2 separate regions of the Capra hircus genome follow, and region 2 is linked to region 1. A link is a contact called in public Hi-C data. All regions are on one chromosome and are shown on one strand. The core of a region is the stretch at or near the end of the contact, and the rest is flanking DNA. Distances in the headings are between cores, read along the strand shown.

What was found. A called contact is a pair of places that touch in the nucleus more often than the background predicts.
Region 2: a contact with region 1 is called in a Hi-C map of blood, with 4 times the contacts expected there. The contact joins the promoter of WNK1 here to the enhancer-like site in region 1. A contact is called at or near these places in 2 of 5 Hi-C or Micro-C datasets (both in blood).

What each region holds. Positions count from the first base shown.
Region 1 is chr5:106,370,680-106,374,708 of ARS1.2, reverse strand. All of the region lies in intron 1 of NINJ2 (ninjurin-2), which reads left to right. Among named protein-coding and RNA genes, the nearest start is that of NINJ2, 67 kb to the left of the region's middle. Within about 2 kb of position 2,123, at least 5 of the 5 cell types and tissues checked have an H3K27ac peak or open chromatin away from gene starts, as enhancers often do.
Region 2 is chr5:106,506,988-106,511,016 of ARS1.2, reverse strand. It overlaps WNK1 (serine/threonine-protein kinase WNK1), which reads right to left and starts at 2,353. Exons shown (of 26, transcript XM_018048668.1): 1 at 1,493-2,353. The coding sequence starts at 2,254.

The DNA of each region.
Region 1 (4,029 bases), core at 874-3,373:
CAGGCTACAGTCCACGGGGTCGCAAAGAGTCAGACACGACTGAGCGACTGACCGACCAACCAACCTAAGGATGCCCTGACCAATTTCATGGGACTGTGTGAGGACTGCATAAGATGACTCATGTCCCGTGTTAAGCCAAGTCAGGCACAAGGTCTGTAATCTGTAAGAGGAAACTGTTGTCATCCCCAGTGCCAGGACCTACTGTGCAAGCCCACAGTAGGACAGACCCAGGTACCTTTTCACACTTAACCCTGACAGAGGCTGAGAGCTCACAGGTTATAGGGTCTACATGGGGGCTTATTGTTAAGATGGCTCATTATGTTGACCTTGCAAACAAAGAGTAAATCACAGTGATCCTTGAGACTGACCAAATTGCCCAAGTGGCATCCTGTTATCACTGGTGCCTATCTTCTCAAAGCTGCGAGAGCACCAGATTCCAGATCTCCGGCTACATGATCATCCCTTTGAAGAACTTCTCAGTGGTGGGGTATAAGAAGGACTCTGTCAGAAAGGGAGGACGCTGGTTTCTCCTTAAGAGTCAGTCACCTCCTCTTTTCCCTCTAATAATTTTCCCTTTTCTTGCCTGACTGCCCGGTTTGCTCTCTCCTTCTCTGCACTCGCCTTACAGCACCTCATTAAAGGTGAGTTGGCATAGTAGGTCGCCCCAGTCCACACACCTGAACAAATCGCTCTTCCTGGGCTAGGATCCGCCTTTCCTTTTTTTGAAACCAGCCTGGCTCTTTGCCATCTCCTGCCAGGTGGCTTTTCTGGGTAGTTGGGCATCTTGAGGCCAACACGGGGCCGACAGCCCACGGCTCCTCTGGGCCTGTTGTGTCTAATGCCTGGTGTTATAGCTGATCCACAGGGAAACTGCCATGTGGCTTTTCTCAGGGCTGACTGACTCAATGGAGGGCCACCCCTGCCCTGGAGCTGCCTAGGGTGAGTGACTCAGGGCCTCTGACCCTGGCCTGGTGCCCAGCCACCTGGACTCTGCCTCTTAGAGGGTATATCCCCGGCACTCAGAGGAGGAACTTCCCTGCACCTGGACCGCCCTGGCTTGGAAGGGACATAAGAAATCATCCATCCTGCCTCCCTCATCTCGCAGATGAGAAAGGGAGCTGGGTGATGGGAATACCGAGCTTGTCACCGAAGCGGGATTTGGACCTAGCCTGCCTCCTGTGGTTCCCACCAGCTGTCACAAATCCTCCTCTCCTGGCCTTCCCACCAGGCCTTCTCCTCCTCTCAGGGCCCAGCAGGCGGGCTCCAGGTCCTAAACTCTCTGAGCAGGGCATCCCATGGCTTTTTGGTAGGACAGTTACTTACCCCCTTGGGAGAACACCCCTGTAACCTCGTTTCCAAGAAAGTGCAGAATGATCTCTTGAAGAGGGTGGCCCCCACTGAACTTACTGTCTATCAGTTCAGTTCAGTACCTCAGTCATGTCTAACTCTTTGCGACCCCATGGACTGCAGCATGCCAGGCCTCCCTGTCCATCACCAACTCCTGGAATTTACTCAAATTCATGTCCATCGAGTTGGTGATGCCATCCAACCATCTCATCCTCTGTCCTCCCCTTCTTCTCCAACCTTCAATCTTTCCCAGCATCAGGTGTGGTGGTGGTTTAGTTGCTAAGTCGTGTCCGACTCTTGCGACCCCATGGACTGTAGCCTGCCAGGCTCCTCTGTCCATGGGATTCTCTAGGCAAGAATACTGGAGTGGATTGCCATTTCCTTCTTCAGGGGGTCTTCCCAACCCAGGAATTGAACCCAGGTCCCTGGCATTGCAGGCAGATTGTTTACCAACTGAGCTGTGAGGGAAGCCTACCCAGCATCAGGGTCCTTTCAAATGAGTCAATAAACAGCTGCAAAACTGTGTTTACTTTTCTGCTCAAAAAGGCATTCCTTTCCTATCCAACCCAATTTTCCTCAAGAAACAAAAATACAGGCCAGCAAGGATGAAGGGATAAATAACCGTCTGGCGGAACAATGGAGCAGTGCACGGCTTCAAGAGTTGGAACCCCCACCAGCCTGGGGAGCTGGACTTGGCGAGCCGGCTGGGGACAGGGCAGTCTGAAACGGACCGAGGGCAGGGCGAGGAAGAGTGCGCGCCCGGCGGCGTGGGGCGCCCGCGGCCCGGGGCGGGGTCTGCGGGGTCACACCCACGTGCCCTTGCCGCCCAGAGCGCCGGGCGCCCACTGCGTGTCAGCAGGGCCGGCCTGGGTGCTCAGCCGGCGCGGTGGGCAGGCTGCGGGCCGCGCATCTCTAAGGAGGGCCCCGGGGTCTGCCCCCCCGCCCCGCTGTCCTGGAGGAACAGTGCGGGCGCGAGGGCGGAGGTGAGGGGGGCTGAGACAGACGCTGAGGGCCGGGGGTCCCTGTGAGACCGACCTCAGATGGGAGAAACGAGGCTCAGATCTCTTTCCGTCTCACTCGGACGCCTCCCGAATGGCATTAACCCCCCGTTTGGGGGTGTGGAAACTGAGGCCCAAAGTGGGAGGCCCAGAGCCGGGGGGTGGGGGCGGTGGGGCGTCTAGGCCCCGGCCCCCGCCCAGAGGACCCGGACAACTACGGGTGCCACCGGCGGCCCGCGCCCACCGCGCCGGCTCCTCAGACCCCTGGGCGCAGGAGGGGCAAGGAGGGGCCGGGCCGGGCCGGGCGGGGAGGGCGCGGGCGCGGGCGCGGGCAGAGGAACTGAAGTGACTCAGGCCGGTGCGCGCAGGCCGGGCCTTTGTTCCCGGGACGCCCGGCCTTAAAGGCCCAGCGCTCGAGGCAGGCGCGCGCCCTGCGGCCGTCCTGGCCCAGGGGCCGCACTTCTGGCGAAGCGGGGGACTAGGGTGGGAGGGGGTCGCTCCTGGGCTCCTGGCTGTCAACAAAAGAGGGGCATCCATCAGAATTCGGGGGTTCATCTAATCGGATCCTCAGGCCATAGGGAGGGCCCCCTCTGGTCATTTCAGCCATCCCTCTGCCTCAGGGCAAAGCTGCATCTAAATCGTCCAGAGGAATTTAAGAAAACCCTTCCCCTGCTTTTGGGGATTCCCCAGGGGCTCAGAAGGTAAAGCATCCGCCCGCAATGTGGGAGACCTGGGTTCAGTCCCTGGGTCGCGAAGATCCCCTGAAGAAGGAAATGGCAACCCACTCCAATACTCTTGTCTGGAAAATCCCATGTGGCGGAGAAGCCTGGTACATGGGGTCGCGAAGAGTCAGACACGACTGTTACAGGGACCCCTTGCTAGGCAGCGCCTCCCCGAGTCTCTCAGCCGTCTGTCCTCTAACCACAGTCCCCACCTTGCAGGGTGACTGGCCCACCCAAGTCAGCATTGAGTCATTTCAACCCTTATTTCACAGCTTTGGTGGGTTTTAGGTCAGCCAACGGAGAAGGCAATGGCACCCCACTCCAGTTCTCTTGCCTGGAAAATCCCATGGACAGAAGAGCCTGGAAGGCTGCAGTCCATGGGGTCGCTGAGGGTCGTACACGACTGAGCGACTTCACTTTCACTTTTCACTTTCATGCATCGGAGAAGGAAATGGCAGCCCACTCCAGTGCTCTTGCCTGGGGAATCCCAGGGACGGCAGAGCCTGGTGGGCTGCTGTCTATGGGGTCGCACAGAGTCGGACACGACTGAAGTGACTTAGCAGCAGTAGCAGCAGGTCAGCCAAGGCAGACCTGTGAACAGACTCCCATCCTAGCCTCCGTGAGTCCAGGTTTCACACCAACCCTGACTTGTCAGTGGATTCCTCAGGGAGAAACACCAACCTGTACCCCACCCCTCAGCGCCCACACCCCTCTTGCCCAAGCTGCTCCTTCGGACCCGAGCGCCACCATGTGGACTCCGGGCAATGGTGCCCTGTGGGACCAGAACCTTTCAACATGTCTCCCTGCTCTGGGCCCTCATTAGGCCATGCATCCATCCCCAGCGCCATCCTAAATGAATCGCCTCAAAAACTGCAGGTTGCCTGCAGCATTCAGTTTGCCCCCTGCCCCCACAGCCCTGCTTGTGACCCTCTCTCAGAGTAAGTGGCTTCATGAGAATAAAA
Region 2 (4,029 bases), core at 1,104-3,603, 140 kb before region 1:
ACCTATTCAAATATGAAACTATAAAAGAACACAATCCAGGGTCAGTAGCAATAAGCACCTTAGTTAGGTATTAAAAAAGTAACAAGTGTTTGTTTGCTTGTAACTTATACTCTGCCTGTAAACCAAAACAAATCAGACCTAAGTTTCTGAGTAAGAATGACCAAGGAATAAAGTTATAATTTGACAATTTAAAAAAAAAAAGGTCCACCACCTTCCCCACTCTAAAACACTACAAAATTGAGTAGTTTTTATTTCACAATGCCTTTAGAAGTTCTGTATCACTAACTATAAAATTTAAGAAATTATATTCCTAAAAAACTTGTCAGTTTTTTAAGTTTACTTCCTTCCACATGTTAATTTTCCTTCACACTTGATACGACCTTGGTCATTTGGAAGGTGACATTCAAAAGGTTAAATGTTAACGTATTGGTTCACGGATAATAGATAAATTCCTAGATCACTCAGGTACTTTCATATCCTATTTCAGGTTGGTTCATTTCCTTTGCCAGAAGAATATGGATACTGGCATTTTTCACGTATAATGTCAGTGGTTTTTTCATTCAGTTCAACTCTGCTTCTTCCAATAACTTATGTGAACACACAAAGGTGAAGACAACTTCAGTCAAGCTGCTACAGATCAAGCAACAAGTAGCTCAAACCCCGTTATATCCTTGTCAACCAGGATGACACACCATTATTTACACCATGAAAATCTCCTAGAAGTTAAAAATGAAGCCTTTGTCACTCATTTGTACCCTTGAGAAAGTTTAGCTTAAAAATGTTTTACAAGATTAAAACAATGATAATGACATTACAACCCTCAAAGCACACATACATAAGCTCCTGTATTACCCACAGAACAGCGAGTGGGCTAAACATACACTAGTTTTAGTAACAACGTCTGCTCACGGTTATCAAAAACTTGCTTAAACATCATTAGGTGGAACGATATCAAATACCCAACTGTAACTTTCTAGTCTCAAACTATCCAGTGAAGGAAACCTTTTTTAGTTTATTAGATGCCGGTGCGACCACCAACTAAGATACGTCGAAAAGAAGGTCATTTGTGAACAAGGTCGTTCTCAATTTAAAAAGACAGCCTGTTCTCAGGAATGGAAACACGCATCTAACACACCAGCCGCTCATCACTGCAGATCTCTGATGAACACAAGGCAAGAGGACTGTACTTTCCGAACTCAAAAACTTCCCCGCTCATTTCGTTTCCTGCCAGACACTAAAACAATGACGAGGAGGCAATGCGCTGGTATCCGGATGACTTTCACCACTCCTTCCCGAGGAGCGAATCTCTGGCTACAAATACTAACGCCTCGCCTGTGCCAACACCCCAAATCCTGGTGACTCTTTCGAAAGTTGGCCTCCCCTCATTCGCAGCGAACAGTTAAGAGGAAGACACGTAAAGGGAAAATTCGGCCAAATGGCCGAGCCAAATGTGGGACCCACAGCACTGTAAGAGAAAGAAGGTGGGGTATACCTGCAGCTCACACCAGGCGACCTCCACGGTGGTCTCGGTGTCCAGACCCTTGTAGACCGTCTTAAAGGAGCCCCTGCCGATCTCGATGTCAAACTTGAGAAAGCGGCCGTCGTTGGACATGCCCACGGCCTTGGTCTCCAGCTCCTCGATGTCATCCTGCTGCTGGCTCCGTTCCTCCTGGGGCTCCTTGGCGCTGCCGCCGCCGCTGCCACTTCTCGACGACGGAGGCTCCTCTCGGCTCCCCGCGGGGCCGGGCTGGACAGCCTGGCGGTCTCTGCCCGCGCTGCCCGGGGCCGAAGAGGTGGCCGGGCCCGCGGCGACCGGCTCCTCAAGGGGAGCGGCGGCGGCGGCGGGCGGCTGCTGGGCCACCTGGGCGGCAGCGGCGGGGGTCAGGGTCTCCTCGCGCGGGGGTTCCGGGGGACTCCGCTGCGGGACCACGGCAGCCGCGCCGGGCTGAGGCAGCGGCAGAGGGAGGCCGGGCAGCTCCAGCGCCGTAGCGTTGGAGTCGCAGATGACGCTGCGGCGGAAGAAGCGGTGCTCCGTGGTGGTGGTCGCGGCCGCCCCCCGGCTGTCCTTGTCCATGGTATGGCGGCGACGCCGGTACTCCTCCGTCCGGCCGGCTGCGGCATCGGCCGCTGCGGCGCCCAGTTTCTCCCCCACCGAGGAGTCCGAGCTGGAGCCATTCTTGGGGGCAGGCGCCGGCGGCGAGAGGAACAGCGAGCCCGGCGCGCTGCTCTGCTGGTCGGCGGCGCCGCCAGACATTGTGGGAACGGGAGCGAGAGCGAGGCGGGTGGCTCGAGTTCGCGGAAGAAGGGGGCCGGCCCGGGGCGGCAGGACGACGGCCCCTCACTCGGCACTGACTCGGCGGCCCGAGCGGGAGGCGGGCCCGCGGGCCCGGCTGCGGCGGCCGCTGCGGCTCTCGAGGCGCGCTTGTCGGGGGCGGCGGCGGGGCGGAGGCACGGGGGCTGGCGCCTCACGGCCCGCACCCATCGTGCGGCGAGCGGCGGACGGGCGGGCTGGAGCGCCGGGGGCGCGCGGTCATGGGGGCGGCGCGGCGGCCCGCACCGAGTCAAGGAGGCGGCGGCTGGCTCTCCACCGCTGCGGCCCGGGGCGGGCTAGACCCCCGAGCGGCTGCCGCTCGGCGCGGAGGCGGGCGAGGCCGCGCTGGGGCTCGCGGCCAGGCGGGCGGCCGCTCCTCCTCCCCGCCCTGCTGGACGGCCTCAGAGGCCGCCCATTGCCCGACGCGAGGAGCCGAAGCGCAACACGGAGGAGCGGCCCCCGGCCCCGGGCCTCACCGCCCGCCCCGGGCCGGGCGGACCCCTTCCTCTCCGGGCCGGGGCCGGGGGCTGACGGAGGGAGAGCCGGTGGGGGAGGGCCCGAGCCCGGTGCTCCTCCGGGCCGAGGAGGGCCGGGAGAAGTAAGGGCAGTCACCCGGTCGGGCGCCTTCTGTCACGGAGATGAGTGCAGACAGGCCGCGGAAGAAGAGCCGCGTCCGCCGGCGAAACTCCGCGCTAAATGGCGCCGGGAATCTGAAGCCTCCACACAGCCCGCTCGGGCCCCGCCCCCCGCCGCCCGGGGCGCCCCACCCCCACTCCGCTCGCGGGGCTCTCGCGCAGGCTGTCTCGCCCCGAGACCCTCTGGGACTTGTAGTTGACACCTTGAGGAATGAACGGGACAGAGCAGGAAGACGCCTACGACTCCCGTGATGCCCTGCGGTGGCTTAGCCTGAGGCCCCACGGGAGCTGTAGTTCCCTTTGAAACCGCCTCTTCTGGAAGGCGGATGGGAGCGTCACCGCGGGTCGCTAAGCCTTATCCTTTAGTGGGCGCTAGCTAGGAAAAGCATGACTTAGGCATTAATTGTGGAAGAAGGGAAGAGAAAAACAGGAGAAGGACTCAGGAAGAGGGGAGAGGCTCCCACCATGCTGTACTGAGGCGAGAGCGAGCTCTTGGGATTGCCATGGATGGAAAACGAGCTGCTGTGCCTATTTAAATACGGTGTCGAGACCGGAGCGTGGGCGGAGAGCCGGGAGGAGCCGGACCCCTCTGCTCCGGCCACAGACTTTGTGCATAACACTGATTGGCTGGGGGAGGGGGGAAGCTCCCTTCCATGGCACTTAAGGCCGCATCCTGGGCTCCAAGCCCAGGACAGATCCTCTGACTCGCAGAGACCAGCTGCCCCACTGCAGTCAAGGGTCACAGCGAACTCCGCCCGGAAAAAGCGCACAGCGCGCGGGAGGGGGTGGGTTCGAGAAGAAACAAGGTCTACGTATCTTTGCGGCTTTTACCACAAACTTGAAGGTGCTGAGTTGACTTGGATGAAACTTAATCTGCTCCTGTCTCTCTTGGTGCTTAGTGAAAACAGCCTCCCTCTTCCTTTAGAGGTGCCTGAGTGTGCCCGTGTGATCGACACCCCGGCTTTGGACGTGAGGCTTTCTCGAAAGCATCCTCGGGCTCCCTGGACCCCTAGCTCCGCGCAGCCGCCGCTCAAGATGGTGCAGGTGATGAGCACCAGGGGGCACCCAACGGAGCAGGAAGCC